Regions from separate parts of the Sus scrofa genome. Here regions 1, 2, 3, 4 and 6 are each linked to region 5. A link is a contact called in public Hi-C, HiChIP or PLAC-seq and promoter capture Hi-C data. All regions are on one chromosome and are shown on one strand. The core of a region is the stretch at or near the end of the contact, and the rest is flanking DNA. Distances in the headings are between cores, read along the strand shown.

Region 1 (2,700 bases), core at 145-2,644, 760 kb before region 5:
TCTCACTAGCTTGGGTGACCTTGGCTTGTTGAGTTATTCATTCTCATAGAAGCTGCATTTTCTCATCTGTAAAATGGAGACATTAGAAACTACTTTACAAGGTTATTATGAAAATCACATGAAATACTAGTAATAAGGCATAATGGGAGTTCCCCTCGTGGCTCAGTGGTAACAAACCAGACTAGTATCCATGAGGACATGGGTTTGATCCCTGGCCTCACTCCGTGGGTTAAGGATCCGGCGTTGCCATGAGCTGTGGTGTAGGTCACAGACGTGGTTCAGATCTGTTGCTGTAGCTGTGGTGTAGGCTGGCAGTGGTAGCTCCAATTCGACCCCTATCCTGGGAACCTCCATATGCCACAGGTGTGGCCCTAAAAAGCCGAAAAGAAAAGAAAAAGAAAAAGGGCATAATGATGTCACGAAGAGTCAATACTTAATAAATATTAGCTCTGGTTTACCCCAAGCATAATCTTATTTGTCTTTCAAAAAAAGCCCTCAGTAGGCATTGGCGGAGATGTGTGATCATCTTATCCTTCCCTGCTTCCATTTGACAAGTCTCCTGCTCGCCCACTTCAGTTCTCATCTCTTCAGGCTCTCCAGGGCCCTCCCCAGTGCCTTGACATGGCCACACATGGCCCCAGTGTGGCTGCCCGGAGCCTAGTACTGGAGTATGAGGAATCTTTTTTTTTCTTTTTAAAATGTATTTATGTATATATGTATGTATGTATATATGTATTATTTTCGGCCTTGCCAGCAGCACGCAGAAGTCCCCAGGGCCAGGGATGGAACCCATGCCACAACAGTGACAACAGTGGGTTCTTAACCTGCAGAGCCACCAGGGAACTCCAAGGAGCCTTATTCTAGGTAAAGCCACTCTCCTTTTCCATTCTTGAGCTCCACTTCTTTGCCTGGACTCAGGTCCACTAAGTGCTAAGTGTATTCCCAGGAGGAAGAGGGATCACAGGAAGCCGGAGGCTCCTACAATAAGGGGAATTAGCGATTAGAGTGGGATGATGAGACGTATGAAGCTAAAGATGCAGCGGTTGCCTTAGCTGACTCTTGCTTCGCGGACTTGCAGTTTAATGGGCCCAGGGGAAAGGCCAAGGGGCTGGTATCTGCTCCTCAGCCCTTACAGTAAGTATAGGTCGGGCCTGCCTGCTCCTCAGGCCTGTGTGAGAAACACCGTATAATACATGTTCAAATCCTCTATAAACTTCGATTACGAATGGTGTTAGTTCTCTGCCCCATGTGCCGCCTCTTAGTGAACGGCTCCTTTAAGAGGCGAGCCCTACCGCTGCTAACAAAGGAAGTCCCCGCCCCCGGTTGCCAAGGTGCTCTGTGGCGTCGCATTCTCATTGGTGGGCGACGGACGTGAGGCTGCCCGCGGCAGCCATTTCCAACGAGCTGGCGGGGGCTAAAGATGGCGACGCCCCTCGGGTGGTCGCAGGGGGGGTCAGGATCGGTGTGTCTCGCCTTCGATCAACTGCGGGACGTGATTGAGTCTCAGGAGGAACTGATCCACCAGCTGAGAAACGTGGTACGCAGCCAGGAGAGCTGGGGGAGAGGCCAGACTGGACGCCTAAATGGTGGGGACGGGGCCAGACCCTGTTCTGACGCCAGGGGCGTGCCTAGAGCACCTGCTAGTGGCGTCATCAGAAGGAGGCGGGGCCCAGTTGTGTTCTGGCTGGTAGGGGTGGAGCCAGAAAGGGGTAGTGTCTCATGAATATTTACCAGGGAATTTTAGACCTAACCAAGTTCTAGGGAGTTCCCCTCATGACCCGGTGGTTAACAACCTGACTAGTATCCATGAGGACGCGGTTAGATCCCTGGCCTCGCTCAGTGGGTTTCGGATCTGGCTTGCCGTGAGCTGTTGTGTAGATCGCAGAGGGCTGGCTGGATCCCGTGTTGCTGTGGTTGTGTTGTAGGCTGACAGCTGCAGCTCTCATTCGACCCCTTGGCTGGGAACTTCCGTATGCTCATAAAAAGCCCCCCCCCAAAAAAAGTTCTCTATTCTCATTGCCTGGTTGTACAGGGCCTGGTAGATATGCCTGTCTATTCGCTGAGCTTCGGTTTCTCCATTTCTTTATTTTTTTTAATTTTAAAATTTTTTCTTAGGGCCACACCTGCAGCATATGAAGGTTCCCAGGCTAGGGGTCGAATCGGAGCTACAGCTGCCGGCCTACACCACAGCCACAGCAACCCCAGATCTGAGCTGTGTCTGCAACCTACACCACAGCTCACAGCAGCGCCAGATCCTTAACCCACTGATCAAGGCCAGGGATCAAAACCGTGTCCTCATGGATCCTAGTTGGGTTCCTTAACCACTGAGTCACGAGGGGAGCTCCCAGTTTCCCCATTTCTAATTGGAGGGGACTTCAATGACGTCTCAAGGCCCTTATGTGCAAAGAACCTATACATCCTTCCTATTAGGGAATCCCCTCCCCGTGCTGAGTGCAGTAAGCACAGAACTGGCTCTTCACATGTTGACTTACAGGCTTCCAACCCCATTATGTACCTTTGCTTTTGCCTTATCAATCAAACCCCAGTTCTTGGGTGCAAAGCTTTGGAGCCACAGATTACCTGGACAGGCATGGTAAAGTCCTGGCCAGCTAAAGTCCATGGTTTTTCTATTTTTGTTTTTTCTCGTGATAAGAAGGCAGAGTCAGAATAAAACTGACTTCACACCTGTTTCTTGCTCTG
Region 2 (2,700 bases), core at 171-2,670, 590 kb before region 5:
CTTTTGCAACGTATCCCTGATGCAATAGATATCTGTTGCTTTATCATCTGTCCTCATGATGCTAGGCAGTGACCCAATCTAGAATTATTCCTCGGCCCAGCTACTGTCACTGGTCCACTGGGTGTTCCACGGGAAATGTGAACTGTTCCCTGTCCTTTCTCCCCAGTGGCAGAAGAATGTCTCTTGTAGGTCTTTTTAATAAACTGGCACTACCTACTGAACTGTTACCCAGGGGCTTGTTCTCCCTTCCCAGGCTACTAACCAAACTTCGTTCATGGTTGCAAAGCCAAGCTCCCACCTGCTTGAAGTAAACGCAATAAAAAAGGTAGATTAACTGCTGGAAGCTCACATAATACGTGGAAAGGGAAAGGAATACCAAACATAGGTTTTTTGTTTGCTCTTGTTTAAATTATCCTTTTTTCCACTTTTTTCTTTTCCTTTTTATGGCCTCACCTGCAGCATATGGAAGTTCCCAGGCTAGGGGTCAAACCCGAGCTGCAGCTGAGGCCTATGCCACAGTCATGGCAACATCAATCCCAGCGGTAGCTGAGGTCTATACTGCAGCTTGCAGCAATGCCAGATCCTTAACCACTGAGTAAGGCCAGGGATTGAACCTGCATCATCACAGACATGTCACTGTTGGGGTCCTTAATCCTCTGAGCCACAATGGGAACTCCCCCTTTTCTCCACTTCTGAAGGACCTGCAATCACTGGGTCTGGACTCTGACTGAGCACCCCATTTTTCCTGCCAGGTTAAGCGCCTAGGCAAGGGGAAGGTCTAACAGGATCAGAGAACAGGACTTTTGCAGGCACCCAAATCTGGCATAAATTCCCAGTTCTACCGCTTTTGGACTGTACAAACTTCACTTAAGTCCTTCAACTTATTGAATCTCAGCTTCCCCATCTATAAAAAGGGGATAACAGTTCTGATCTTAAAGCGTCATGAGAAGGAAATATAATGTATTTGCAACACCTGGCATGTATAAATAAGCTACTCAGTGCTTTGAGCTGAATTAGAGCTGCAGGTGACTTTTATTTTTAAAATAATTGGTCCTTGTCAATTCGCACAATACATAAGTATATAAAGTAGGTGACTTGCAGGTGGCCTATTCTGCATGAATTTTCTAAGGACTATTTATTGCTTGAGACTCAGCTTTATCCCAACTGAGTCATACCAGTTTGATCTATTTTTATTTCCTACCACCTCTGGTTTCTTTCTGATGATCTTTCCGCTAGAAAAAAGTTAAGCTGTTGGGAAATCAGAGATGAAACTTCAAAGTTCCACTCTGTTCTACCTTGGAAGCAAATCCAGGCCTGCGGGTACCTGTTTTAGATGTCTCTCACACCGGCGGAAGGATACTGGGCCGAATAAGTTTCAGGAGGTTTGCTCATGTAGACGCTAGGGGGCGGGACTTAACAAGCCGGAGAGGAGCCGGGCTCAGCACCTCGAGTGCCGGAAGAGGAGTGGGGCTGCCGCGGTTCTGGAAGAAGACAATTGGGCGAGGAAGCCAGTGACGTAATAGCCGGGCGCGCGCAAGTTCTGACCGTGGCCGCCGCGTCTGCGCACGGGGAGCTGGTTGCCGCTGCGGCCGCCTGGAATTGTGGGGTTTGTGTCTGCCCCTCGGCTGCCGGGCGGGGAGCCGCAGGTAGGGGCGGTGAGGGCCGCCCGGCCCTGGGCCGCGGCTGGGTGCCCAGCGCGCTGCCAGTGCTGTTCCGGGGCTCCCACCCCTCACACGTGGTGTCTCCCGAGCGGGAAGTACAAGTGGGCTCCGGCCTCCTCAGTAGTGGTGGCAGACCTGGCTTCTCAGCCCGAGGGCCGCTTTCCCTACCTCTCCCACTCAGAACGCCTGCAGTGATCCTGCTTCAAGGCCAGGAGAGGAAGCCGCGGGGGTCCGAACCTGACTGTGGGGTCCTCATCTCTTTTAGTTCCTTTCTTTGGGCCTCAGTTTCTGCATCTGTCCACCAGCTCCAGTGTTGCCATTCTGGTGTCTCTTTACCATATGGAATTGCGTCCTACCTCGCGTCGTATTTCCACTCTTGTCTTGAGTTTTCCTTTGCCTTGGTAGACGAAATACTTCCCTTTACCGTAGGGGTTACAGACTTTGGTGTGTTTCAAATCACCTAGGCGGTTGGGCCTATTCCTGGGTTTTACGCACAGGAGTTTTGTATAAACCGGGGTTGGCGCCTACACTCCGCCCCAGGGGGTTCCGATTCAGGTCCTCTTTCCTCGCCTTGAAATTATCTGCTTCAAAAGGCAAGCGAAAATCAGTTGAAATTTGTGCCCCAATTTAGGGGCTGTAGGTGGAAAAGACAAGGAGTCAGGAAATGCCCAACATGTGTGAGGTCATTGGGGCTTCCTTTGCACAATGGGAGCTAGAGGACTTTTGGCTGCCTTAAAAAATAATAAGTGTGACTCATGTAAGATTAGTTTTCTAATAAATATTTTAAAATACGTGGCCTCGATTTAAGTCCCTCTGGCTTTCTGGCCTAAAATAACTTCTCTGGAGGATTGAGGAGGTTGGATTAAACCTAGACTAGGTAGGCTTTAAAAGAAGGCGTCTTCCATGTTTTTTAGGAGAAGAAACTGATGTTTATAAAGACAGTGTTCGTTTTGACAATATGAAAGATGTGTTTTGTAGCTCGTGTCTTCTTAGCTGTCCCCACGCAAGTCTTTTCTGAGATTTTTTCAAATAGCCAGAT
Region 3 (2,700 bases), core at 6-2,505, 870 kb before region 5:
CTATAACAGCAACCTTTGTGTCATTTTCTCCAGCGGTTTCCAACGTTCAGGTTTCTACCTCTTCTCTTCACAATTTAACAGCTTTCCTGTTAAATCCATTCCAGCCGACGGAAGTGGTAGTTTCTACATTTACATTTGGTAACCTCAAGGAATTAAAAACGCTTCTCCCTCGACTTCCCTCCTCCTTCATAAAAATCACGTTACTTTCCTTCTGAACTTCCTACTCTAAGTGTCTGGACGAGCAGAGTGGACGTGAAGAGTGCGGCCGCTAAAAGGCAAGTGAACTCAAAAAATACTTGTGGATCGGACAAAAAGGCTTCCTCAGTCCGCCTGAGACACGGGCTCCAAGCTCAGGCGGTTCTGCGGAGGTGGGGGTACGAGGTGCCGGGCAGGGAAGGGGCATGGAGCCCTTTCGACCTCCGTCGACGGGGCCGCCCAACGCCCCAGTCCCAGCACCCGCTCTCGGCACAGCCGGACAATGGCCCTCTAGCACAGCAGTCCCAGGCCGGGAAGAGGCCCTGGGACTCCACAGCACGCGAGGCCTAGAAAGAAGGCCAGGAAGGAACGCTGAGCCGGCGAGCATACCTCCGGCCTAAGCGTGGTCAGCGCGCCGGGGCCTCCGCCGGCGCCATCACTGGGAGTGGGGTAGGAAGGCCGCCCGGCAGGGCCATCGCCGGCAGCCGGGTCCGAAGAGGCCGCGAGCCCAGCGGAGACGACGGCGGGAAGTGCAGGCCGCAGCCTGCTCAGCTGGCAGGCCCAGCGGCCCGAACCCACAGCCGACCTCTGGCCGCTTACCTTGTGGATTCTCTTCAGAGCCATCGTGGGAGGCGGGTGGCGGCGGCCCCCGGGGTGGGGACGGGGGCAGGGGAGGGACGGGGAAGGGGCGAGGGGTGCGAGGCCGCCTCGGTGACCGCGGGCCGGCCGGAGAAGATGGGGAGCTCCGAAGCGCGGGTCCGGCGGGACAGACTTAGGGCCGGGGCCCACTCGGCTCCTGAGCCTGCCGCAGCGGTCACCGCATCACCCGGCGGCGGCCCCTTTATGCGCTGCCGCCCGAGCCGCCGCCGCCGCCGCCGCCGCCACCACCACCGCCGCCGCCGCCGCCGTAGCTGCCTCTGCCTCCCAGGCTCAGCGCCGCCTCCTCAGCAGCCGCGGATCCCTCCGCCGGGAAGCAAGAGCCCAGCCTCGGGCTCGGCCGGCGCCTCCCGGTCGGACAGCCAGAGGGACTGCCTGCCGCAGGTGGACCGAGGGACGCGCGGGCGGGTGGCGCCGCCGGGGTGGGGCCGCAGGAGTGCGGGGTGGGCCCAGGCCGAGGGGCAGGTCGGGAGAGCGGGGATTGGCGGGCCTGGGAAGGGAGGGCCGGGCCGCGCCGGCGGCGGAGGGATACGGGCCGCCCCTCTGAGTGTCTTACGTGCTGCCGCCGCCGCCGCCGCCACGGCCGCCGAGAGGATGACGCCGCGACGCCGGGAGAAGATCTCGCGAGATTTGTGCCGGGGTCGTGGAGGCTCGTTCGACGGCCGAGGCTCGTAGCCCGCGACCCTGAGTCCTTTGCCTCTGGTTCCCTCTTAGATATGTTATCTGAGATCAATAAGCTTTTTAAAGGCGAATGTATTCTAGGTCTCCTGGCCGTCCACATAGCGGAGGCTGACCCAGGAAGAGCCTTTAGGTCCATTACAACTTTCCAGAAGGAGGAAAGGACTTGTCCAAGGTCACACAGCTCCACGGTGGCGAAGCTGGGAGTTCCCTGAAGCCAAGAGTCTCGTGAATTCTCTCTCTGGTAGCTGCGTGGTAACATCCTGGGCACCTGCAGGAGTGTGGTTCTTCAACCATGCCACAGGCAGCCCTGAGATGGTCTTTGTAAGGAAGACATGGGTGACAACTTGAATGTCTCTCAGCCACTGGCTTGTCAGCCCTAGGAGAGGTGCTCTGCTTGGTGAATTGTTATGGCAATATACCAGTTACCTCAGAAAAAAACTTGCACAGTGTGTGCTCCAGTAATTAAAAACCAACCTTGTTGTCAAGTGGGAGGGGAAATGGGGGAGGGATGGAGTGAGAGTTTGTGGTTAGCAGATGCAAACTATTACTTAGACGATGGATAAACAATAAGGTTCCGAGCTCCCATTGTGGCGCACCGGGTGAAGAACGCGACTGCAGCGGCTGGGGTTGCTGGGGAAGAGCCGTTCTATCCCCAGCCCAGCACGGTGAGTTAAAGGGTCCCGCCTCACCGCAGCTGCTGTTAGGTTGCGGCTACGGCTCACATTCAATCCTGGCCTGGGAACTTCCATATGCCCTGGATGTAGCCATTAAAAGAAAGTAAAGAAAATTAAAAAAGGCCCTTCTCTAAAGCACAGGGAACTATATGTAGTATCCTGTGATGCACCCAAGCGGTAAAGAATATGAAAAAGAATGTACATACGTGTAACTGAATCACTGTCGTACAGCAGAAATTAACATGTTATAAATCAACTATACTCAAAAAACAAAAACCTGGTGTTTAGAACACCATCAGAAGCAAACTTAGAAAAACTATTCTGGGGATGTTTTTAGGAGGGATGGAAACGGAAAGCAAGTTCACTGTGTATTGGGTGTGGAGCCCTGCACCAGGACCAGCAAACTATAAGGCTCACTGCTTTTAAAGGGCCTGTGGTGGGAGGTGCTTTTTATCTGGCTGGAGACACATGGAAGAACAGTAAGGAATATTTT
Region 4 (2,700 bases), core at 20-2,519, 650 kb before region 5:
CGTTCAAGACTCCTACCCTCAAAACCCCTTAACTTAGTGAGGCCTGAGCCCCAGAACAATCAGACAACAAAATAAATAGTTCTCTGGATCAGACCTATTTCATAGGTCATTTTCATTTGTATCTCACAGTAGTTCCACAGCAGCAAGTTAATAAGTATCAGGAAGCTTGGCTTTGTTGCTTAGCAGCCATGTGACAGTGGGCAAAAAACTCTCTGGACTTCAGTCTCCTTACTGATCGAATGGGGGTGTTGATAATAGTATATAGGGTGGTTGGGAGATTTAAATGGAATATAAACTAAGCCTATAGGAAAGCATCTCCTATAGACTCTGGGCAGTCAGTAACATTTGCTTTTACCGGCAGCTCCATCCCAGGCCAGGAGATGATAAATACTGGTAAGGAGAAGGGCAAGTTAATCCTGGGAAAGCCATGGGCAGTGAAAAATTGGAAAGGCTGGTTAAAACTAGATCGACAAGGGCCTCAATTACATGAACCATAAAAGCAACCTTTTAAAAAATAATTGGATGCAGTAATGGATGTGAAAGGAACTGGAGGCAGTTAGGTTGCCATTCCTGCCAACGATCCAAAGGACCGGTTTAAAACATTGACCAAAATGTTTGCAAAATTTTTAATAAACATTCCTACCCCCTCATCCTTATAATTTACCTTATTTATGTAAGGTGAGGTTATCTAAGACTATATTCCCAGCCATCCTCGAATTTCACTCCTAACCAGCTGCAAACAATTTAGAGAAAACGAAAAAGAGAGGAAGCTCCTCGTCCAAATCGAAAAACAAATCTAAAAATAGCCTGCCCCCTTTCCGGGCTCGGGTTGAAGGGTCTGACCGAGCTCCACCCGAGCACGTGTTCCTCACAAACCTTCCCAAGTCCCCCGGCCCTGGTGCTTCAGGAGCATCGAGACTGGCTCTACGGGAGTCCGAGACCGGCTCTAGCGGACTCTCCAGAGACCACAAGGATGGTAGGAAAGAGGGGGCGACTACGATCCCCCAGCGTCTCTTGAAGATACCCTCCAAATCTTGGGTCACGAGGGAACGAACCCCGGTTTGGTCGCGTGCCTCGGAAGAAGCCCCTCCACCGCAGCCTTTCGCCTTTGGCTAGTAAACCTCCAAGGTGAGCTGTCCCTACTTTGCCCTTACTCACCCTTGGTGTCGGGAGCTCGGCAGGGACACTCCGGCCCCGGCGGAGGCCGCAGGGGAAAGGGCAGCCGGGAGTCGGGAGAAGCCCCGCCCCGGGGCGGCTACGGGGCGGTTCTCGGTGGGCGGGGCTAAGAAAACCCGCCCAACAAGGGCGGGGTTAGGAAAATAGGGGGAGCTGTGGCAGAGGTGATCATACTTCCTAGGGGTTAGCACCCAGAAGAGAAAGGGTAGGTATCCAAACCATCGCTGTGTTGATGAGACACCCATCCCATCCATCCTTACGGATGGAAAGGGCCCTGGGTTTGAAGCTGCTAAAGAGAAAACCTGGCGTGTGGTAGTGAGGCGGTGCTTCCGGTCCGCCCCCACCGAGCTCGGCGGGTTCATCTCACACGTGTGGCGCCTTTCAGTTGCTGCAAGCTCAGCCCACGCTTTTTCCACCTCCCACACAGATCCTCCTTCGGGCTTTCTTCAGCAGTTCTGTCACCCGGCGAATGGATCGTCCACCCACACTGGTCACCTTGGTTTTGGGATCTTTCCAGGAGATTTATGTCCTTCACTCCTATAGCCTAACCTGCGGGACCACATCCTTAGCTGAGCTGCAACAGCCAAAGAAAACAGGCTCGCTCTTCCAAACTTCCTTTCACCGTGGCACACCCAGCCTAAGAGGCCACATCCTTGATCTGGACATATTGCTCACCAAGTTACCAGCATTTCTATTCGACACTAAACAACTAGTTCCCTTGCTGGTTGGAGTCAATATGATTCTGTCCTGCTGAACAGTTGGTGAAGCTGAAGAACAAGGGCTAGAGGAGCAAGACCCAGCAGCATTCCTAAATCCATTCCATAATTCTCCAAATTCCAAAGCCACTTCCCAGCCCCTCCCTAGCATCCTACTGGCTCTGCCCACATATTGCAGCTGACACATTTGTCAGACAAAACCCTGGGAGTTAACCAATGCCCTTGTCATCTGCCAACAATTTTTTTTAATTTTAAGATTTTTGTTTTTTCTATTATAGTTGATTTACAATGTTCTGTCAATTTCTGCTGCACAACGAAGTGACCCAGTCGTATATATATATTTTTTTTTCTCACATTATCCTCTGTCATGTTCCATCACAAGTGACTAGATATAGTTCCCTGTGCTATACAGCAGGATCTCATTGCTTATCCACTCCAAATGCAAATAGTTTGCATCTACTAACCCCAAACTCCCAGTCCATCCCACTCCCTCCCCCTCCCCCTTGGCCATCATCTTTTCTGTAGGTAGTTTTATTTGTGCCATATATTAGATTCCAGATATAAGTGATATCATACGGTATTTGTCTTTCTCTTTCTGACTTCACTCATTATGAGAGTCTATAGTTCCATTCATGTTGCTGCAAATGGCATTATTTTCTTCTTCTTCTTTTTTTTTTTTTTTCCTGTCTCTTTAGGGCTGCACCCATGGCATATGGAGGTTCCCAGCAAAGAGTTGAATCAGAGCTATGGCTCCCAGCCCATGCCAGAGCCACAGCAACGCCATATCCAAGCAGCATCTGCGACCTAC
Region 5 (2,700 bases), core at 51-2,550:
GGGTCGCAGACGCACCTCGGAGCCTACCTGTGGCCATGGTGCAGGCCGGCAGCTACAGCTCAGATCTGACCCCTAGCCTGGGAACTTCCATATGCCACAAGTGCAGCCCTTAAAAAAGAAAAAAAAAAAAATTGAAAATTATCACAGTAGATTGGTCATTGACATCTTGTTACAGGACCACACCTTCTTTCAGGAGCAACATAGTTTAGATATTGGCTTGAGGAGCTGTTACTGGACACAAGTTCATGTCTCTGAGGCACAGTGAGTCCAAAACAAACCAAAAGGTCAGAGCCGCTTCAGTGACAAGACCAGATCCTTAATTGCTAGGCCACCAGAGAACTCCGGGGCAGAAGTTTTTAATAGGCAAAATTTACAGTGCTTTTAGAATCTTCTGCTCAGCCTGAAGTTAACATCCTCCACCTGGAGTGTAGCGGGGAGGGGGCTTAGTTCCTAAAGAATTCAAGGATACTTTTACACAGGTAATTTGGGAAAGCAGGAACCTGCCCTAAGGCTGCACTACTGTTTCTCTCTCTGCCCCATCTACGTGCCTGGGCTTGAACCCTAGCCACAGCAGTGACAACCCCTAGCCCTAAACCTCTAGGCCACCAGGAAATACCCAATTGTTTGACTGCTCCTCCCATGTTTCTGCATCCCCTCCCTTCCCTGATTATCAACAGTGGCTTAAATTTGCCCTTTGGAACCCAGGAGACTGAATGAAGCCTATTTCCTACAAACAAGAAAGAGTTTTCTGCCCATGAGGGCCCTGCTCCATTTCAGCGCCTCAGCGGTGCCCAGCAAAGCCGGGTGGGTAAGACTCCGAGTTTAGGAATTTTTTCTCTCTCAGTGGTCTACACAATAATTCGGCTAATGCGTCCCAAACCTCTGTGAATGAAAGAATGATTTAGTAGTTCAAAACCCATGGTCCCTGCGGTAAAACACTGCAAGAATTTATCTAAGAACTCAATATGCAGGTGTATTTCAAGTTACTGGAATAATAACCGGCAGCCAAAAGATGGACAAAGAATAAAGTTGGGCAACAAAGGTTTTAAGCCCAAGGGTTACACTGAACGCCTGGGACAAAATGGCGCTGTCCCTGAGGCGAAAAACGTCAACTCGAGCGGGGCGTTTGTACTGGCCAGCTTCCCGGTGCAACGCTACCGCCAAACTCACGTGAGCTGGAGCATCCTATGAATGCTGAAGTCAGACTCCACCCCCGTTTTCCGCCACTCCCTCCGCACATGCGCTCCAGGCCCTTAGAGGGCAGCCAGTTGCGCAGGCGCAACAGACCCCTCCTCTCACGCAACTGACGCAAGGAGACTGTAATCTGTTCCTAATCTATCCCGTGTGACCTTGAGTCTTTCCTGCCACCGAGGACCGGGGTTGTCCAACGATCTGCCTTTTCCTTCTCTTAGCCTCCTTGTCTCTCGCTGATCCCAGATCTACCGCAGCCGGCACGGAAGGACACAGCTTCCCTAACTATCATGCTACGAAGCGTTTTAGCCATAGGCCCTGATTCCGGAAGCGGCGTTCAGGTATTCTCCGATCAGGCAGCGCAGGAGACGCCTCAGCGGAAGAGCGGGCTTTCGGGGGGCAGTGATCAACCCCCGCCCCCCACCCCACGTGGTTGGAGGTTTCCAGAAGCGCTGCACCCCCGCGCCGCGCAGCTCTCATCCTTCCGAGCGCGTAGTTTGCAGTTTGTTCTTCCTACCATTTAGCAGCATGATAAGTGCCAGCCGAGCCGCAACAGCCCGTCTTGTTGGTGCTGCAGCCTCCCGGGGCCCCACTGCCGCTCGCCACCAGGTATGGAACTGCCGGGCCTTCCCCGTCGGGCTCACGGCCTGGGGACTCAGTGAGGCATGGCGCGGCCTCCGGGGTCAGAATCCTCCGGGAAAGATGAGGAGAGACTACAAATAACGGGCCTTTTTCGGTAGTCAGGGCTGCGCGTTCAAAGCTTATTTCAGGATTTTGCCTTCCTGTCTCAGGTCCTGCTGAGTCACACCTCTTTTTTTTTTTTTAATTCCACGGAATAAAGAATTGTGGCCTTTTTAACTTTTGAGATGGATTAGACAGTTTTGGTGTTGAGGTTGAGGGACGTAGTTTATTGGGACGGAATCGTTATTTTGGCTTTGGTTTCCATCTATAAGTAGAAAGATAATTGTTCTCTGTAAGATACAGACCGTTCAAGGACTTCTCTCCTATGACGTAACGAAGAAAGAAAAAGTCCTTAAGCGGTAAATTAAAAATCAGTCTCATTTATTTTTGCTTAGAGACATTTGGTTAGTTAATTTCTCAGAACCCTTACCGTAGGACTGTTTTCCATTATTTCGGAAGAAAAGCTCAAATCAGGATAAGGCTATGGAGTGATTGTTTATTATCGTGTAAGACCAAAAATAGACGTTTTAGTGGAACAAGAATTGTCTGTTTTCACTTAGGTTGGGTAAAGGTGGTCCTGATTTGGGGCCTGGCAGATTTTTTTTTTCCCCTTAAACTGAGGGCAAGATTATTAATTCACGTTGCCTTAAACTAGTTGCTTGGAACTCAGGGGAAATGTCGGAGTAAGTTAAATACATATCTGCAACACACACTTAAGTGAGACTTGGGGAAAACACTGCTTCTAAAATTGAGTAATATTGAGTAGTATTTTGTACTGCGTTTTTGCTTTCCCACGGGATATTTGGTAATGTTTGGTGATAATTTTGG
Region 6 (2,700 bases), core at 21-2,520, 710 kb before region 5:
TAAACTGCTCAAATGCAATTTGTGAAAAATCATGCCACCAGGTTAATAAGGTGAGATTAGCCAGCATATATGCAAGATGGGAATTTATCTTCTGTTGAAATAAATGTCAAAAGCTGTCAGCTTCTCCCACGGCATACTGGAAGCCAAATTCTTTCTAGAGTTTGCAGTTTCTGTGAGGTGTTGGAGTTGCAAAACCAGGGAAAACAAGACAACAAAAGGAAGCAGAAAAGGCCCTTTTTTTGGCAGTTACTAGAAAATACTACTGCCGGCTGCTTCAACAAATGTTTAAAAAAAAAAAAAAAGCTTCGCCACAAGCCGTATATTTTTTTGATAGTGGGAAAAAGCACTGGAGAAAATTAAGGAATCAAATCAAAGAATGTGAACTGGATGGGCGCTCAAAGTTCATCTGGCTCAAAACAGTTCTGGAGTAGGAGTTCCCAGGACGCCAAAGGCCTTCCCATCCCAAGCACAGAATACAAGGTAACTAAAAATAAGGGGAAGAGGAAGGCGAAGAAACCGGAGAAAAGCGATCATCGGAAAGGTACAAGCCCGTGGACGGTTACAGAATGCTCCCCTAGGACGCTCGCCAGCCCGCCACTCCCTCCGCCCCTTTCTCTTCCCCCACCCAAGCTTCGGGAGGAGCGCGCAGGCGCAGCTAGTACGGGCTGCGCGTGGCGACGCGCAGGCGTAAAGTGGGGAGAAACAATGAGCTTTGTTGCCGAGGCGGCCGTGGGGGGCAGGGGGGAAAGGAGACGGGGGGCGGGGTGGTGGTGGTGAAGGAACTGGGGCGGGGGGGGAAACGACGCGAGAAAGTGCTATCCCAGCAACCCTCGCGCGCCACCGAGGACCCGGATAGAGAGCTGCGAGATCCAAATCATAAATAATAATGACAATGAAAAAGAAAGCGACGGCCATTTCTCAGAGAAGAAAGAGACCAAGTCGGTCCAAGACCATCCCTCAGACTCGGCTGGAAGAGGCAAGGAACAACGGAGGCCATACAGGCTTGGGGGCCAACAACCCGAGGTACCCTGTAGGCCCCTCAGCCGTCGCCGAGGAGCCATCCCTCGACGGCTGGGGCCGCCGCGCCCTTCTTGCCGCTCTGCCCGAGGGAACCCCTCACCCAGTGCACGGCAGCGGGGACGGCAGCCAACGAATCCGGTCGGCCTCCGCGGATCTCCACAGGCAGCGCCGCTCCCCCGCTCGACGCGCGCTTCGCCCGCCGCCTCCCTTCTCCAGTCCAAACAAACACCCCAGCCCGGAAGTGACTTCACTTCCGCCGCCGCAGGCCCCGCCTCTCGTTCTGTCCGCACTGCTCCCCGAGGCCACCAGGGAGCGCGCAAGAGAACCGGCGACCCCAAAGTTCTGGTCTCCCAGGCTGCACACGTGTGCATGCGCAACGGCCTTTCCTGCGTACCCTGGCGGCCGCGGGGAACACTGGAAACCCTGTCTGTCCTCTCAGGAAAACCGGAGTGGGGCTGGGCCAGTGTCCCCACACCCGCCCATCCTTCAAGAATAAAAGGAAACCGCGAGTAGGGGAGCCGAGTACTGAGTGCTGAAAGAGACAAGATATACAGACGACTACTACAGATGGCAATGGTTACTTCAACCACACTGACACTAGATGGGAACATCTAGACGAGGACAGCGCATTCACACATCCAGACACACACACACCAAACGTGATACACAGCGTCACACTACGAGTGATATATACCAAGTCGCATCCAGAGATCTTGACACCGAAACAATAAATGCAGAAATAATAGGGCAAATTCAGAGACATACTAAAATTCACAAGCACCTGCACTCACACACCTCAGGAACACACTTTTTGAAGGTAGATCTTAACACACAGGCGCAAATTATGAACATACGATTCCCAGGCTAAGGGAAGAAAAACCCTGTCCACTGGCGAAATAAAAGAGTGAAATCTCAGGGTCCAAGAATTTCCTCGTCCATCATCTTTGTTGCACTGCACCCCATACATTTCTCTAATCCACGCTTCCTACTTGCAAATCCCGATGTGCGTATTTTTTTTTCTTTCTTTTTTTTTTTTTTTTGGTCTTTTTGCCTTTTCTATGGCCGCTCCCGCGGCATATGGACATTCCCAGGCTAAGGGTCTAATCAGAGCTGTAGCCGCCAGCCTACGCCAGAGCCACAGCAACATGGGATCTGAGCCGCGTCTGCGACCTACACGACAGCTTAAGGCAATGCTGGATCCTTTAACCCACTGAGCAAGGCCAGGGACCAAACCCACAACCTCATGGTTCCTAATCGGATTGTTAACCACTGCGCCAGGACAGGAACTCCTCCCGATGTATATTTTTAGTGATGCTAATCAAGGTACAACATATACTATGTGTAAAAAAATTTCCTAATATGTATACAATATATTTGAAATGGGACACACAAAAAAATAGTAATTTCTTCCCCTGGGGAAATAAAACGAGGGACTGAGGTTTACCTTTTTAACTCTTACAAAACTTTAGTCTTTAAGAAACCACACATTTAATATTTGCTAAAACTAAAGGGGAAAAAAAGTTCCCTCCATAGAAGTCTTGAATCCAAGAGGGGTCCTCTTTAGCGCCATTTCATCCATTAAGAATTTGCTTTGGGGAGTTCCTGCTGTGGCGCAGTGAGTAAAGAACCTGACTGCAGTAGCTCCAGCAGCTGTGGAGGCGCGCGTTCTATTTCCAGCCA

The links. Promoter capture Hi-C pulls out the DNA fragments that hold promoters and counts their contacts. Hi-C and Micro-C count contacts between places; a contact is called where the count stands out from the background. HiChIP or PLAC-seq counts read pairs in DNA pulled down with a chosen protein or histone mark.
Region 1: a contact with region 5 is called in an H3K27ac HiChIP or PLAC-seq map of alveolar macrophages. The contact joins the promoter of SPATA24 here to the promoter of HSPA9 in region 5. A contact is called at or near these places in 1 of 5 promoter capture datasets (liver), 2 of 47 Hi-C or Micro-C datasets (embryonic fibroblasts and heart right ventricle) and 2 of 2 datasets of contacts at active chromatin or transcription factors (alveolar macrophages and skeletal muscle).
Region 2: a promoter capture Hi-C map of liver shows a contact between it and region 5, with 3 times the contacts expected there. The contact joins the promoter of SIL1 here to the promoter of HSPA9 in region 5. A contact is called at or near these places in 3 of 5 promoter capture datasets (fetal liver, fetal skeletal muscle and liver) and 2 of 47 Hi-C or Micro-C datasets (embryonic fibroblasts and heart right ventricle).
Region 3: a promoter capture Hi-C map of liver shows a contact between it and region 5, with 5 times the contacts expected there. The contact joins the promoter of UBE2D2 here to the promoter of HSPA9 in region 5. A contact is called at or near these places in 1 of 5 promoter capture datasets (liver), 1 of 47 Hi-C or Micro-C datasets (liver) and 1 of 2 datasets of contacts at active chromatin or transcription factors (skeletal muscle).
Region 4: a contact with region 5 is called in a promoter capture Hi-C map of liver, with 8 times the contacts expected there. The contact joins the promoter of MATR3 here to the promoter of HSPA9 in region 5. A contact is called at or near these places in 5 of 5 promoter capture datasets (fetal liver, fetal skeletal muscle, liver and 1 more), 3 of 47 Hi-C or Micro-C datasets (heart right ventricle, liver and mesenchymal stem cells) and 1 of 2 datasets of contacts at active chromatin or transcription factors (alveolar macrophages).
Region 6: a contact with region 5 is called in a Hi-C map of heart right ventricle, with 3 times the contacts expected there. The contact joins the promoter of PAIP2 here to the promoter of HSPA9 in region 5. A contact is called at or near these places in 2 of 5 promoter capture datasets (fetal liver and fetal skeletal muscle) and 1 of 47 Hi-C or Micro-C datasets (heart right ventricle).

What each region holds. Positions count from the first base shown.
Region 1 is chr2:141,291,888-141,294,587 of Sscrofa11.1, reverse strand. It overlaps SPATA24 (spermatogenesis associated 24), which reads left to right and starts at 1,394. Exons shown (of 6, transcript NM_001177922.1): 1 at 1,394-1,537. The coding sequence starts at 1,421.
Region 2 is chr2:141,116,921-141,119,620 of Sscrofa11.1, reverse strand. SIL1 (nucleotide exchange factor SIL1) reads left to right here and starts at 1,420. Exons shown (of 10, transcript XM_021084842.1): 1 at 1,420-1,646.
Region 3 is chr2:141,396,492-141,399,191 of Sscrofa11.1, reverse strand. UBE2D2 (ubiquitin-conjugating enzyme E2 D2) reads right to left here and starts at 1,255. Exons shown (of 7, transcript XM_005661722.3): 1 at 796-1,255.
Region 4 is chr2:141,178,084-141,180,783 of Sscrofa11.1, reverse strand. It overlaps MATR3 (matrin-3), which reads right to left and starts at 1,269. Exons shown (of 17, transcript XM_021084863.1): 1 at 1,159-1,269.
Region 5 is chr2:140,530,764-140,533,463 of Sscrofa11.1, reverse strand. HSPA9 (stress-70 protein, mitochondrial) reads left to right here and starts at 1,300. Exons shown (of 17, transcript XM_005661695.3): 1 at 1,300-1,800. The coding sequence starts at 1,720. It overlaps LOC110259501 (a long non-coding RNA gene), which reads right to left and starts at 1,293. Exons shown (of 3, transcript XR_002341934.1): 1 at 1,171-1,293.
Region 6 is chr2:141,235,987-141,238,686 of Sscrofa11.1, reverse strand. It overlaps PAIP2 (polyadenylate-binding protein-interacting protein 2), which reads right to left and starts at 1,270. Exons shown (of 4, transcript XM_003123980.4): 1 at 1,121-1,270.